2 separate regions of the Mus musculus genome follow, and region 2 is linked to region 1. A link is a contact called in public HiChIP or PLAC-seq data. All regions are on one chromosome and are shown on one strand. The core of a region is the stretch at or near the end of the contact, and the rest is flanking DNA. Distances in the headings are between cores, read along the strand shown.

Region 1 (4,734 bases), core at 2,120-4,619:
GGACTCTCCTCCTTTTCCTCCCCAGCCCTTTGCCCTCTCCTGCCTGGGGCACCATTTGCTGTGAAAACTGAGGCTCCTTTCAATGGGGCCTCTTGTGACTTCCTTGTTGCAAAATCTGCGGACACTTTACCTTCCTGGATTAATTTCTTGGGGCTATGATAATAAATGATCCCAAACTAGGTGGCTCAAAACCGTCGAAAATTATTCTGGCACAGTTTGGGGCCGGGGGAGAGGGTTGCAGAAGTCTAAGCAGGGCCTGAAGGATGCAGCTCCCTGCATGGATCTAGACTAAGACCTTTGCAGCTGAGCCCCAGCCCCAGCCCCAGCCCCAGCCCCAGCCCCAGCCCCAGCCCCAGCCCCAGCCCCAGCCCCAGCGTACAAAGCTGTGTCCAACTTCTTATGAGAACACGAGTCATCAGATGGGCTTATCATGGCCTCCTGTACACGTGGTTATATCTGTAATGCCCCTTTCCCAGCTAAGGCCACACTCACAGACAGCCAAGGGCAACACTTAGAACATTCCTTTGGGGAAACCACCTGACTCACACTGAACTTGCCCTGGCATGCCCCTCTCTTCTTGAGCTACCCTGCTCTTCCTTGATAGCTCTAAAACTTGCCTATTTTCTTCCTTAGTCTTCCTCCCCGCCCCCCTTGCTTATCCTTCTAGGAAAAGTTTTTTGATGGAGTTTTCCCTGGGCATACCCTTTTCTCAGTTATCTGGACAATTCCAAACCACCCAGTTGTGGTTGCGTATCTCCCAAGGGTCCATGATTGGAGGCTTGGTTTCCAGGGGCCCAAGGGGAAGGCAGTAGGCGGGGTTTTTTAAGGTGGTGGGAGGAGCTAGTGGCCCAGCTCTGGGTTATTGTGGGGTATTCTCAAAGGGAAGTAAGGTCAGGGCCGTCTGGCTCACTCACTCGGCTTCTTGGTGCCCTCTGTGATCTAGGCTCCACCAGCTGCCCCGTGCCATGAGATCTTCACCAGAACTGAATCCACACCATGCCTTCGAAGTGCCAGGAGTGTGAGCGAGAGTAAATCTCTCCTCTCTACTGAGTCGGCTGCCTCTGGCATTTCATTGTAGGAATACAAAACATTGGTGCAAGAAGGCAGTAGAGTTTTCTGGAAAGCCACACGTCCCTGTGGCTTTGATATAACAGATGGGTATAGGCTGACCCACCTGTATACGTGCTCACAAAACATTTAGCTATGCGACGGTTTATTTTGATTGTTAAGTTGATAGGATTTCATATCACTGTTACCGACAAATCTCTGGGCACCTCCGTAAGAGATTATCTAGACTACTTAGTCTAGATTAACCGAGGTGGGAAGACGGTCCTTAATCTGTGCTGTTCTAAGTGCTGGGGTCGTAGCTTGAACAAAAGGAAAAAGGTAACTGAGTGGAAGTCTCTGTCACCGTGTCTTCTGACTATGGGTGAAATTTGATGAGCAGCCTCACAGCTGCCACCATGTCCCCTCCATGAGGGCTTCCCCCAGAGGGACTTCCCTCCAGCCTTGAGCTAGAGCAACCCTCCCTTCCTCCAGTTGCTGTGGTCAGATATTATGCTACAGGAATGAGGAAATGAATTAATACAGGACGGATGGGCCACCTAAACCCTCTCCATTCTTAACCTGTCCTGCCTCCTCCGCAGGCTCACCTTCATGAATCGCACCATCACCCATGCTGCTCCTTGACTCTGACTCTGCTCTTCCTCTCCTCACAGAGCCTTCTCTCTCCGTCGTTCTCCGCTGCCAATCACTATGGAGGACCGTCCACTCACCTGGACATGAACAGAACTTCCCCGTTTGTGAAGAAACCAGGTCTCACCTTCCCTTCCATAGCTGGTTATTTGAACGTCCTTTTGACCCTCAGGATAAAAATTTGCAGCGCCGGGCGTGGTGGCGCACGCCTTTGATCCAAGCACTCGGGAGGCAGAGGCAGGCAGATTTCTGTGTTCGAGGCCAGCCTGGTCTACAAAGTGAGTTCCAGGACAGCCAGGGCTACACAGAGAAACCCTGTCTCGAAAAACCAAAAACCAAAAACAAAAACAAAATCAGATTTGCCAACATAGCCTTCACGATGCATGCAGCTTACCTCCCTCCATCTCTCCACGTTCCACCCACGTGTTACCACCCACGCCAAAGCTGCCCACTCACAACTTGAGGGGGGCCGCGGGGAAGCGGGGGGGACGACGACGACGACGACGACACTTGGTCTGCCATTAAATATGCCCTGCTCCTTAGTAGTGCTTACTATATGTTTGTTGAGCAAACACATCAATTGGCAACTTAGGTCATTTGTCATATAAAACTGAATGGTACCTATAGTGATGGACTTCACGTTCTCCACCACTGTCCTGTTTGAGAAAGGCAAGATCCCTGAGGCCTTCAATCAGGTTTGTCACTGACAGACTTTCAACCCCGGTCCTCACATCTCCACAAGCAGTAAGCTTTCCAGAGAGCTCTCCTGCCTTCCTTCACCAATGTGTAAGCTACTGCTATTCTGGCTGAAGTGTGTGTGTTCAGTTTTCACTGCTCTACCCTGGGTCCCATGGATTCATCACCGCAGAAAGTGGTTACCAATTGCTAACGCTGACTCAAACACACACGCACACACACACACACACACACACACACACACACACACACACACGTGAGATATTTTAGAACCTCTGATGTAGCCGCTTCAGTTTGCTCATGTTCTAAAGCTATTTTTCAGGACATTTAATGCTCTCCTCCAAGTAGGCATTTAGCTGATCCACTCAGAGGACCACAGAGCTGAGATCAATTGAATGACTTTCTTCTCTGAGCTGTAGTTGCCTCCTCAATATGTTAATTTTACCCTGTGGGGTTCCTAAAAGAAGATGGCAGGAACTAGTTAGCAATAATTGAAATCTCCATCCACTGGTCGACCCACACTTGATAATTTGTCAGTCAGTTGAAACAAAAGGAGCCAAGTATGAGAAAACTGAGGAACAAACGCTGCCTTGTGTGGTGCGGGGCTGGGCCACGGGGTGTACCGATGACCCCACCAGAGTCTCCCTTGCTTCGAGCTTTGATGGCTTGAGCCCCCGCTGTGCTCACTCGGTGAGGTGACGATGCTGGGCTGGCGGCGGAACTTGGTAGTTTTCCACTTTGGGCTCTCAGGGCTCTTATCCTCTTTGGCTCTTTGTCACTGGGCGCCATAAAAAAAAAAAAACAAAAAAAAAAAAAACAAAAAAAAAAAAACCGCCCACTGCAGGGAACTAAACGCTGCTCCTGCCACCCACCAACCATCGGCATGTGAGGAGGATTTGCGAGTTCACATACTCGGTCCCTTTGTTTTCTCGAGTTTCTGTCTCCATAAGCACCTCCGAGCAAGCAAGCAAGCAAGCGGAACTGCTGCTCTGTGGCTTTTGTGTTGGTGGCTTCCTTCCGACCTCCACCCCGGGTCCTCAGGCAGCAGAGTTAACTATTTGGATGAAGAGCAGTTTGTGGAATGGATGCAAAGACAGCAAAAGTCAGCCTGGATGCTTTGCAAGGAGACAGGGCTTTGCGTCCCTCAGACTGAATAGAAGAGACAAGGGATAAACATTTTTGTCTTTCTAGGGGGAAGAAGCTTTCTCAGGGAGTTAGAAACTCCTGCAGCTCACCCTGCTCCTCATGATACCTGCATCCTGCATCCTGCTCCCATTTTACAGGGCCCCTAGAAACTTCCATTTCCCTCCATTCTTCCGATTCAAAGAACACAAATGCTTGGGCGCCTTTAGGAGGTGGGTTCTTTAACCACCACAGTTCCTTGCAATGCAGAAGAGAGAAAAGAAAATTCTCTGCAGTAGTTTTTCCTTTCTGTTTGAGAACTATGGAAAATTTTTACTTAGAAATAAAAGCTAGACAATTTTCTTAAGATGAAAGACAACAAGACACCCTTAGAAACAAACTTCAGAAGGGGAAAAATGGTACACTACTACACCTTTTTAGAAATGTCTCTGGGGGACAGTTGAGGCAGGGTCTCTTTACATAGCCCTGGCTACCCTGGAAGTCACTCTATAAAACAAGCTGGTCACAAACTCACAGCCAGCTGCCTACTTTTGTCTCCCAAGTACTGGGATTAAAGGTATGTGCCACCATAGCATCTAATATAATAAAAGCAAAGGGTTTTAGTTATATGTATATCCCTCTGTACTGGCTAGTTTTGTGTCAACTTGACACAGCTGGAGTTATCACAGAGAAAGGCGCTTCAGTTGAGGAAATGCCTCCATGAGATCCAGCTGTAAGGCATTTTCTCAATTAGTGATCAAGGGGGAAAGGCCCCTTGTGGGTGGGACCATCTCTGTGCTGGTAGTCTTGAGTTCTATAAGAGAGCAGGATGAGCAAGCCAGGGGAAGCAAGCCAGTAAAGAACATCCCTCCATGGCCTCTGCATCAGCTCCTGCTTCCTGACCTGCTTGAGTTCCAGTCCTGACTTCCTTTGGTGATGAACAGTAGTATGGAAGTGTAAGCCCAATAAACCCTTTCCTCCCCAGCTTGCTTTTTGGTCATGATGTTTGTTAGAAACCCTAAGACACCCCTAGAAAAGTATCCCCTTGGCCTCAGTGTCACAAGAAAAAAAAATTAGTCAAACAAATGTAAGCAAAGAATTCCAGGAACTAACTTGCTTCCTGGAGGCTAACCCAGAGGTCTGTGCTGAACCATCCTTCCCGGTGATCGTGGACCCAAGTGCAGAGAACTCTGTCTTTCCTCACTAGTGGGGAGCAAGGGT
Region 2 (4,557 bases), core at 841-3,340, 480 kb before region 1:
CTTCCTCCTTATGTGTCTACAGACTCTTTCAAAAATGAAATCATGGCTTTCTTCCTGACGGAAAGGGAGACCAGAAACATATTACTCAGACAAACGATGTCCAAGTCTCCTGCATCCTGAAATCTGCCAAAGTAAACCTTAAAATGTTCAATAAACAAGACAGTGTATAGGAGACTTCCCAGTGTCCCCTGGACGAGGTTTTGTTTTGTTTTGTTTTGTTTTGTTTTTTCACCTGAAAATGCTGGGCAGCTCTGGGCCTCTGGGAGTTAAGTCTGGGAATTCTCATGTTGAACCTACCTGTTCACATTTTTTCACTCCAAGGATTAAAGCCTTCTTTAGCTGAAACCTTTTGAATACTAATAAGGCTGGTCACTTTTTTTGTTTTCTTCCTAATTCTTAGGAATAGAAGGGCCAGTTAGGATGTTCAGGACAAGGGATAGTGGAGTGTCACCAACCACACACACACACACACACACACACCCCTGACTTCCAAACCTTACATGGTTCATGCTACTGACTCTTGAGATGCTGGGGATGGCCCCTCATACGAGTTAGGCAAACCACTAACCCTCATTCACAGCCCTGACTCTCCTGAAACCCTAGCTGTTCCTTCTGACTGATTGAAGCACTTGAGTACGGTTTTGGTTCTGTGGGTAGGCCCTGGGGGCGCAAGATTTACCTTGACGAAGAGGGTGATGTCGTGCTCCTGTCCCGGATCCCCCTCCTCCAATGCTGGGCCATTCTCCCTGCGGCCGTTCACTCGCCCCAACTCTTCTCCACCCTGGACGCTGGGCTCCTCAGCTAAGTGGTTGCTGAGCTCTGCCTGGGATTCCTCCTCGTGTTCGGTGGATTTGGCCTCCTCTCCATCAAGGCTGCCGTCGGGGGGCTTCTCTTGGATGGCCCCCTCGCAGGGTCCCTTCAACTCGGGTTCTGGCCTCGCTTCTTCCTCCCCGGTCTCCTCCTGGAGCTTGCCCTGGTCCCCATTCTCATGAGCATCTACTCTCGCATCCTCGGAAGCTGCTTCCTCGGACCCGTCTTTCCCCAGGGTCTCCCCTTCCCCCGCGGCGTCTGCGGCCGAAGCGCCCGCCAGCTCCCCGGACTCGTTCCCTCCGATCTCTGTGGTTACAATCTCAATCGCCTCATCCTGGGGCTGAGGGCTGCTTTCCCCTCCACCCTGGGGCTCACTCTCCGACCCAAGTGGCCCTCCTGCGGGTGCCTCTGTGTCCATGTTGTCCCCTGCAAGTCCCTGGACTTCTGGGTTGATCTGCAACCCTAGCGCGCCGCCTCCCTGCGCTTCCTGACCAGATTCTGCCTCTTCCCCTGCCTCTGAGGCCGTGGGGTCCTCGGGCTCCCGGCGAGAGTCCCCAGGGACCTCGGGGGCCTCACCCTGAGAGTCTAACCCAGAGCTCATCCCCTGCACCTGCTGGGCGCTTGGCGCCTCCTCCGCTCCCTGCGGGATCGCGCCCTCGGGGTCGCGCTCCGCAGCCTCCGCTTCACCTGGAGCTCCGCTGGCGCCCGGCGTCTCGGCCTCAGGGCCGGTGCGCGGGTCCTGCGCCTGCGCTCCCCCAGTTCCCTCGTCCTGCCCACAGCCTCCTTCCTCCTTCCCCGAGGCCCTGGCCTCTACGCCCGCCCCCAGGTCCCTAGGTGCCTCTGCAGCTTCCTCGCTCGCTTCCCGCCCCTCCAGGTCCGCAGCTCCTGGCTCTCCTGGTCCCTCGATTGTCGCACCTTCGGGTTGCCCCTGGGAACCTGGAGCGACCTCCTTGGGCTCCGTGGCCTCAGCCATGGTAAAACACCCTTCCTCGACGCTGCTCAGGGTGAGGGGCAGGGGCTGACGTGCCCCCTCCGGGAGGACACCCCACTCGCGGTTCTAGAAGCGAAGGTTTCGCTTGATGCAAAATCTAGAGGGCCCCAAGACTCTATGTCCCTTTTCCCTGTCTTAAGGTCTTTGGGTTCTTCCTCAAGAGTTCCTGTTTCTCCTAAATTCGCGCCCGGACCCCAATCCTTCTGTGCAGGCCAGGGTGTGGGGCTAAAGAACTCAGCTTGCCTCTTGAAGTCTTTGGAAGAGATGGGCTGGTTCCCTGCGGTCTCAAGGGTTGACCAGAAATTCTCAGAGCCAGTTCTCCCCTCTTAGGGCTTGGGCGGGGTTTGTCTTCCCCACCTCCTAGCCACTTTGGGTGGCCTGGGAAGCTAGCCAATGACAGCCTTTCTGCGGCTTTTGTGGATTTTAATGAAAAGACTGATTTTACTGGCCACTTTAGCGTTTTCTGGAACAGCTTCAAGTTTCAGAGCCATTTAAATCACGGTCACATACTTCAGTATTGGATTCCCACCTTACCTCACTTCACCATGAAGGCGACTCTGATGCTGAGTGGAATAGACCCATCCCATCCCTGCCTCAGGTTCCACAGAAAAGGTATTAACCCCAAAGGGAGGAATGGCTGCCCTCCCATTTCTGTGAGTTCCAGGAACCTAAAGATGGAAGGGACAATAGCCTGGCGTGCTTGTTGAGGTGGTGGGGGGAGGGGAGGAGAACCAGACGGATACCTCTCCTTCTCCAGCCCCTGAAGACCCTAAGAATCTGTGCATCCCTCGGACTCAGATTTCCTTACTCATGTCCAGTGCTTGGGTCTCAATATCGTGGTTAGGGCGTTGGGGGTTGAAGGTGGGGGAAGAAAATTCGGGATGGGAAAAAAGGAAGTTATAGAATTAACTGGGCCAGGAGTCCCCCACTATCACCCGTCAAAAACTTCTTTCAGAGAAGTTTTCAAAACTATTCCACTGAATTGATAGAGAGAGGACCTCCCACCCCAAACTGTGAGGCCAGCATTTCCCCCTTATCAAAGGACACACCAACTCTAGACCAATATTGCTGATGAGTATAGATGCAAACATTATTAACAAAACACCAAGGGTTTGAATACAACAGCATATCAAAAAGATCATCCACGGCTATCAAGTTGGAGGTTGGAGGTTGCAGTGGTGGCTCAACACATGCAAATCTATAGGCGCAATGCGTCAAAACAACAGAATGTATGACTTTAAAAATCACATGCAGGCTGGAGAAATGGTTCTGGAATTAAGAGTGTGTACTGCACCCACATCAGGTAGCTCACAACTTCCTCCAGTTCTGAGGATCCAACGCCCTCTTCTGGCTTCAAATGGCACCTGCACTCACATGCACAAACCCCTGCAAGAATAACATATATACAGATGATTAAAAAATAAATAAATCTTTTTTTTGAAACAAAATGTGTTCATCTCAGTAGGTACAGACAAGGCACTTGATAACATTCAACATCCTTTCACAATAAAAGATTTGAATTTTTTTCATAGACAGATAATATCTCAACATAATTTAAATTGGTTGGGTGTTTTGTTTTGTTTTGTTTTGTTTTTGTTTTGTTTGAGGCGAAGTCTCATGTAGCCCAGGCTGGCCCAGAGCATACAATATAACACAGGATGATCTTGAACTTTGACCCTGCCTTTGCTGAGATTACATCACCTCGTCACGTCTCGATAAAATGCTGGAGACTGAACTCAAGACCTCCAAGGATGCTGAGCAAGCACCCGGGAAGGCGTTGCCTAAGAATGATGGAGCCGTGGGGATTTCAGTTTGACTTCTCAGGCTCTTACTGCTTTTAGCCACCACACCCACAGAGGATCCTGTTATCTTGACAAGAGAGGGATGCATGTTGAATTCTTCCTTTGTATCCCCATTGCTCATCCCTGATGGATAACTAAAGCTGTGGTTTGAACGTGTCCCTGAAAAGTCCATGTGTGGACTTTGGGGGTGTATTGAGAGAGAGAGAGAAAAAGAGAGAGAGAGAGAGAGAGAGAGAGAGAGAGAGAGAGAGAGAGAAACTGTACATGAATGTATGGGTGCCTGCCTGCCTGCCTACCTATTTGTCTGTCTGCCTGCTCCCTTCCTTTCTCTCTGTCTCTGTCTATCTCTCTGTCTCCCTCTGTCCCTGGGTGTCTCTCTCTGTCTCTGGGTGTCTCTCTCCTTTTCCTTTCTTGCCTTCCTGACTTTTGTTGCTGTATCCGAAGCACCCATCTATACCACAGGACAGTGCATCAAGAAAGCATTTTTGAGATGCTAATGCTTTGCTATTGCCATTCCCAGACCCTAAAACTGTGAGCAATAAATTTCCAGCCCTTATTAATCACTTGGAGAAGCATGGAACCGAGACAACAGGACAGATGGACACCCATATCCACATCACATTTCTCTGAGGCTGAACTCTACCTAGAAAGAACAAGAAGAAAGCCATAGCTTTGAATAGAAGTCACAAAACACTCAAAGCACATCACACACATACACACACACACACACACACACACACACACACACACACACACCCTGGGTAAGATAGACAGACATGTCAGGTAGACCCTACGTGGCTCCTGATGAAGGAATCCTGATGCATTCACCAGAGAGAGAAAGCATCTATCACTCGTCTCTAAGAGGAGAACAAAGGCAGCAGTGAGGTCCTAGCAGCAACTGGTACCCATTCGTGTTCCTTCATGTAAATATTCCAAACCCGATGTGCCACAGGA

Evidence for each region. HiChIP or PLAC-seq counts read pairs in DNA pulled down with a chosen protein or histone mark.
Region 2: a contact with region 1 is called in an H3K27ac HiChIP or PLAC-seq map of embryonic stem cells, with 3 times the contacts expected there. The contact joins the promoter of Clic6 here to the enhancer-like site in region 1. A contact is called at or near these places in 2 of 115 datasets of contacts at active chromatin or transcription factors (embryonic stem cells and extraembryonic endoderm stem cells).

What each region holds. Positions count from the first base shown.
Region 1 is chr16:92,017,981-92,022,714 of GRCm38.p6, reverse strand. No RefSeq gene overlaps it. Among named protein-coding and RNA genes, the nearest start is that of Gm36905, 23 kb to the right of the region's middle. Within about 2 kb of position 3,369, at least 169 of the 459 cell types and tissues checked have an H3K27ac peak or open chromatin away from gene starts, as enhancers often do. A contact at or near this core is called in embryonic stem cells, where this site is marked.
Region 2 is chr16:92,495,680-92,500,236 of GRCm38.p6, reverse strand. It overlaps Clic6 (chloride intracellular channel 6), which reads right to left and starts at 2,090. Exons shown (of 6, transcript NM_172469.3): 1 at 680-2,090. The coding sequence starts at 1,783. 2410124H12Rik (RIKEN cDNA 2410124H12 gene) reads right to left here. Exons shown (of 3, transcript NR_165041.1): 3 at 2,867-3,187.